2 separate regions of the Zea mays genome follow, and region 2 is linked to region 1. Evidence: chromatin contacts called from public Hi-C data. All regions are on one chromosome and are shown on one strand. Each heading gives the region's core, a stretch centred on a gene start, on an enhancer-like site or on the middle of the called end of the contact. The rest is flanking DNA. Distances are from core to core; before and after follow the strand shown. Region 1 has its middle 150 kb from the start of LOC103638559. Region 2 has its middle 300 kb from the start of LOC103638558.

What was found. A called contact is a pair of places that touch in the nucleus more often than the background predicts.
Region 2: a contact with region 1 is called in a Hi-C map of leaf, with 3 times the contacts expected there. The contact joins two enhancer-like sites. A contact is called at or near these places in 6 of 25 Hi-C or Micro-C datasets (bundle sheath, leaf and tassel).

Annotation. Positions count from the first base shown.
Region 1 is chr9:61,169,243-61,172,371 of Zm-B73-REFERENCE-NAM-5.0, forward strand. No RefSeq gene overlaps it. Among protein-coding and RNA genes, the nearest start is that of LOC103638559, 150 kb to the left of the region's middle. Within about 2 kb of position 1,594, at least 18 of the 20 cell types and tissues checked have an H3K27ac peak or open chromatin away from gene starts, as enhancers often do. A contact at or near this core is called in leaf, where this site is marked.
Region 2 is chr9:62,060,376-62,063,504 of Zm-B73-REFERENCE-NAM-5.0, forward strand. No RefSeq gene overlaps it. Among protein-coding and RNA genes, the nearest start is that of LOC103638558, 300 kb to the left of the region's middle. Within about 2 kb of position 1,511, at least 4 of the 20 cell types and tissues checked have an H3K27ac peak or open chromatin away from gene starts, as enhancers often do. A contact at or near this core is called in leaf, where this site is marked.

The DNA of each region.
Region 1 (3,129 bases), core at 344-2,843:
CAAAATCCTAATCTTGGAGATTCATAAAAGTTTGCCCAAAATAGTGGAGTTAAAAAATGGAACTAGAGACTTAGAAGAAACAATAAAATGATGGTATGATGGGAGTGTTTCTTTCATGAACTATAAGATTGGGAACACCTTTCAAAGTATTCAAGTAACTCTTAATATAGTATATAAATGTCTTTCCCTCAAAATAAGTAAGATGCAAATATTCACTCTTGAACTAACTCTTAAACGGGCATACATTTAAAAAATGAAATCCTCCGAAATAAATAATAGGAGAATTATTCTTTACTATATGTTTTAAGGCGTTTACTTCAAGGTGTATATAATTGTAAATAATTGAATGATCAGAAATATACTTGCATTAGTGCTTAGGTGTTGTGTTGTACATTTAGTCTATAATGGAACCCTAAAACTAGATTTGCTTCGGTCTTGAATTTGTAGAAATCTGAAAAATAGGAAATAGGAAAAAAGAAAAGCTCACCTGATGGGCCAAAACCAGCACCGCGGACCCAACTCAACGCCCAGTCGGCCCACTACCACCCAAATGACTGACCGCGCGGCCCACCGCTCTGCTACCGCCGCGCCACACTCACTGAGCCTCAGGGCCCACGTAAGTATAGCTCCTGCTGTCGTCTCGTGCGCACACTGCTGTCACTGGCAGGTGGGGTCGCATGGTCAGTCCTCCTTCAACCTCCCATCGCCGAATCGGTCGTGCTTCTCCTCCGTCCAAAACCACCGCCGCGGAAACCGGAACTCGCCCAACAAATTCGGCACGTTCGTTGCACCTCGACCACATTGCGCAGATAAATTGCTTGCGCCCTCCTCCACGCGTTCACCCCATCCTCCCTAGGAAGCTAGAACCACTCACCCCGTGATACTCGCACTAGAGGCGGGTCACCCTCTCCGACGTTGCGTGCCCACAACGACACTCGGGTCACGGTGGGGGTTGCAGAATCTTTGTCAGGCCGCGTGGATCGCGCCAGGGTCCTCGCCGGGCCGAGCTTGTAGTTGCTGCGCCCCAAATTTACTCACAGGAAGCGGGATTCGTTGTGGAGTCGCCCTGTGCCGCGGACTAGTGCCCTGGCGTCGCCCTAGCCCTGGTATGCCCAACTCATGCCTTATCCCTCGAATTCATACCGAGTAGCACCGATCCATGTAGGAAGAGCGTCTCTGATAGGTCGAGAATTGCTCGTCGGCGTTGCGCGTGGTAGTGGACCTGCGCCTTCCCGTGGGTACGGCGTGGTGTCGTGTTCTTCCCGATTAGCAGACTACGACCCGACTCATGGTGTACCAGCAGGAGTGTAGCGCCCTTGTGGTGTGTGCTTAGGCGTCGGGGGTGCGAGAATGGTGGTGCATGAATGGCGCCGCCGTGCGGATGAACAGGGGTGCCGCTGCGCCGGTGTTTGGATTGGGGAAGAAAGGCTCCGATCCGTTGGATCGATCACCAGCGGGCAGGATTAGAGCAACGAATAGCGTTTCAGTCCATTTAATCTGGGGCGTTCCGAGCTGATTGGATGGATAGGATTAAGTCAAACGCGCGAACGTCTCTTGTGTCGTGTATCTCTGATCCAAGGGCTCATACTGCATACCGGTTCAGTAAGGGGCTAGATCTAATCCCGTGCGTCCATCTAAGATCGGATGGCCTAGATTGGTCAATACCCCTTCGTGATTGTAACTTTACGAATGAAACCCCGCAAAAGAGAGAATTCAACCCACAGTCCACTCCGGGAGTACAATCAGTCTAGGATATTTTTCACGTTAGCCCCTGCGTGTCTGTTTAATTGAAGCGCAGTCCAGTGAATAAGAAAAACAGAGAAATTGAATTAGAAAATGAATTTTTAATATAAAAACGATTCCTAGAACTTGTTTAATTCATATTGAGTCCAAATTAATCCATTCCAGTTTCTATAATTTTGTAATATTATTGTTTATCATCTAGTGTATCTGTTTTGATATGAAAGCCACATTAAAGTTTATATCCTAATTAATCTTGTATCAAGCACATAAAAACTTTGGAAATTCATAACATAAAATCTATAACTCTAAAATTAATGATTCTTTTTTCTATGATCTTATTTTAATATGTAGATTATTAATATGTATGCTGTATACATGCTTGGTGTGATGTTAATTTTGTCTATACCATGTTTGTTTGTATTGCTACGACTAGCAGTGAGGTCACGAGAATTTGAGGATCATCCTGATACATGGAATCTCAAGTCCCAGACAAGTTGTGCCCTTGATTACTTTTATTACCCAATAGTGTTATTTAATATCACTTATTCATGTATAGGTTTAATTTTGATGGGACCCAATAGGCCACCCTAGTCTGATTATCTTTTACCTTGTTTACCCCTGAATCATTTGGGTAGTTTTGCTATTGCTTTATATGGTTTTGGGTTAATATTTCATTATATCCATGTTCCAATTATTCTATTATTTTATTTATATTCATGTCAAGATCATTATATTATGTTAATTGGAACATGGAGCTTAACTTGAAAAACATGTGTCACCATAAGGGTAGAATGGGATGCCCTTGGCTGACTAATTAGGAAAGCTAGTGGGACTACCTTACCCGAAAGGGGCAAGGGCAGTAGGGGAGTTGCATGTAGGGAGGTTCTCGGGTTGATTTTGCTGCGATGGCAGTCAGACGAGGGATTCTTGCAAGTGCTCTTCCCATAGACTGTAGCGGGTTTTCGGAAGCTAGTGGAACTTTGTAAAAGCCTCGTAGTGTTATCCTGTCTCGCTTCCTTAGTAGAGGTGTATGGGATTCATGACCCCTTGGCAAATGGATAACACGACTTGTGCGTACAGGGTACAACCTCTACAGAGTGTAAAACTGGTATACTAGTCGAGCTCACGGTCAAGAGCAGCTCAAGATTCTCGCATGATTAAATTATGAAACTAAATTCAATTTATCATTTGCATCGCATGTGATTTGTTATTAATTTTGTTCTATTATTATTATTATTATGGTTTGGTATTTACTTACATCTAGTAATTGCTAATAAAATATTGACCAACTTTAAAAGCAATGCTCAGCTTTAACCATTCTGTTTGGTAAGCCTTACACTTCACATGAGCTCCCACCTTTGGTGAGTTCATGCACATTATTCCCCA
Region 2 (3,129 bases), core at 261-2,760, 890 kb after region 1:
CATTTTTAACTGCAAAGGAACACTTCTTGCTGGGAATTATTCGAGCTTGTTTCTCTACAAGTAAATTTCAGGTGACTGTTTTTTTAACTATCTTCCCAGCCCAGTGGCATTAACTTGCAATGTGCCAAAAACTGATCTTAATATATGCAATGGATTATATGGGAAAAACAGACCCTGGATTTTTCAATTAGGATGTGTTATTTGTTTGGTAAACTAGAGCAGATATATACCCCAATATAGTTGCATTTCATTTACCGAAAGTACATCTGAATGCTGGATCATAGCAAATGCAGTTGCATTTATTTTTCTTTTTTCTTCACCAGTCGCAATGTGGCAATCTCTATATCGTTCAGTAAGGGTAAATTGGAACATATATATACCCAATATACAATTGCACTGCTATGTTTAAATGAAGAAATTCTTGATCATAACAAATTTGGTTGCATGTTTTTTATTTTTTTCCTCATCAATTCACAATATGGTTCAAAAAACATTAGAGAATAGGTAACTATTGCATGATCCCTTTTGTATAGACCCAAAACTGACTTGTTCCATTCCAGGAAGTCCAAGGCTATTAGGCTGAAACCAATCGTAAGTGGAGCTGTCGTCCAGGAACTTGAAATCATGGACATTGCACCGTTGGGCATTCAAGTTAATATAAGCATCTGAAAACCGTTTGGAGAATTTTCTTTGTTTATTCCCTCTTGCACTAATATACCTTGGAGCGATTTGATAGGGGGGCCTAAGTTGTTTTTTGTTCAGTCTGAGAAGGGTTTAATGGGCCACAGAAAGTTTGGGCTGGAAACAAACACATAATGCCAGATGAAACAACTTTTGATCTGGACTCGCATCAAATAGCTGAGACACCCTCCTTCCATGCCTGCTTCCATGCCTGCGTAGATGAAGCTTCCACATGAGCAAACATCTACCCAAGTGAACATTTATAATTTCATGTTTTCATTTGCTGGTAACTTTTGCTTAGGATTTAAGTGGTTTTTTCTTAGGTATTTCTGTCTGCAAAAGTGCCCATTGCACTGTTGAACATTCTAGATTGGAAGTGTCACCCATTTGTATGAGTGCAGACATGAGGTGCCTAGGCCGTTTCTTTATATGTGTGTGATGGCATGCTATGACGGACTTTATGCTACTTGTTTATGTATTAGCGTACTAAACTTGATATGGTGACCTTGATGTAAACCATTTTATGCTATCGGATAAACCATTTGGTAGCAATGAATGAAGTCACATCGAAACTATGGAGAAACAATAATTCTATGAGCCGAGATACCATATCATCATTTCTTATGTGTTTTTAGCATTTATATTATATGACACTTTCATGACAAAGATATATAATGCTGCCCATATTTACCATCAATTGTAGTTCTATTATTTTGTACACACGAATGGTAGAGCGCCTGATAAGGCGCTTTTTTTCTAGTCCTCCTTATCTCCTACGCGCGCAGGGGCCTTATCTGTCGCTGGTGATTTATCTCCCAGTGGTCGTGCTCATCTCCAGCCCTGTTCGTCCGTACGCAGGTTCCATGGAGCATCGACGCCTCTCTGGTCTCCAGCGCGCGCGCCCCTGCGTCCCTGCTCCCTTCTCCTCCTCAAGCAGCGACCGAGCTCCTCCTCGAGTTTGCCGATGACTCCCTCATCCCCTTCCCCGACGCTGCCCTCTCCCTCTCGGTTTCCTCCTCGCCAGCGCTCCCTCACTGCTCACCGGCCACCAGGAAGGTCCGAGCTCGCCCATGCCGAGCTCCCTCGGCGTTCCTCCCATGGCGTCCCGAAGCCCCAGCTCGGCTAGGTGGGACCTCGCCTTGGCTCCTTGCTGCGCTCGCCCAGCCCGACCCCAAGCTGCAGCTCGCCTCCATGGCCGCCGGTGTTTTCCTGTCATCACGTACTCGGCCGCCAGCGCTCGTCCGAGGCTGTCGCAACGTACTGGTCTGGTGCCTTGTCCTTCAGCATGCCGGCGCCCTCGAGTCCTCAGCCTGGCGCGCTGCTCGCTTTTCATGTCCCTGTGCACGAGCTGCTCCAGTTTGCCGGCCTACCCCACCGTGAGTCTCTCCCGGCCCGGCATCAACTTCAGCTGTGCCCAGGCTGCAGTTTCTGGCACGCTCGCCTCTACATCCTAGCCACCACGGCGTCTTCTAGCTCGAACCGCGCCACCGATTCACCGTACCTCTGTCTTCAAGGTTCGGCTCACGTATGCACGTCGAAACGCGTTCGTCGCTAGGCCTTGTATCGTTAGGCTTATCGACCATGGTCGCTGCCGCGCATGCTTATCCCTGATGCATATCGCGCAGTACTTGGATCTCACCGATTGACTCCCGCCATCCCTCGTGCTTTGTGCCGGTGTTCCCTCCCAGTAGACCATGTGTCCTCACCTCTAATCGCACACCATGCACTGCCCCTGGTCTGGCTGTTCTTGCAACTGCGATGAGGACGTTCCCCGTTCACTTCGCCGTAGCGCCCGTACCTCCTCTTCCGTGCCGTCAACACTAGAGTCTCGCAATCCCTCCTTCGATCTGGCTGATCATCGATGCATTGCACATGTGTGGCAAGGTGAAGCTAGGTGAAGTAGCATGATGTTCACCAAGTGCTTGACGAAAAGCCCGAACAAAAAATCGTCGTCGCTCTGACAAATATTAAAGTGGTTGATGATATGGTGAGCTCTTTCCCTACCCTAGCTAGTTAATTTGATTGATAGATTGATTAGAATTACGGCCAATGATTATCATGTTTGTATCGCAGGCGTGTTGTGGTTATATTATGTTTGATGAAATATCTTAGTGTGTGTAGTGTTGTAGTTACCTTCGCGATTAGAAAATAAACGTGATTAGGTGAGGCGTTTTATTTAGCTTCCGGTAATGTATTAATAAGTGCTAAGGCTTTGTTTTATATTTAACTGAACCGGGGGCATCACCGTTCTGGCGATTCCAGGTAAATTGGTTCTTGGTAGGCTAAATTATTATCTATGTTAGTTGGGTCGATGAATGGTTAGGCTAGATTTCTTAGTTGCGTACATAATCTTCAAATAGACGTATGTTGTGTGCTTGGTCAAATTAATAATATGAAGGTTAAATCTAGAGTTTCTAGCGTTAAGATGATAGATGTTGCCAATATTAC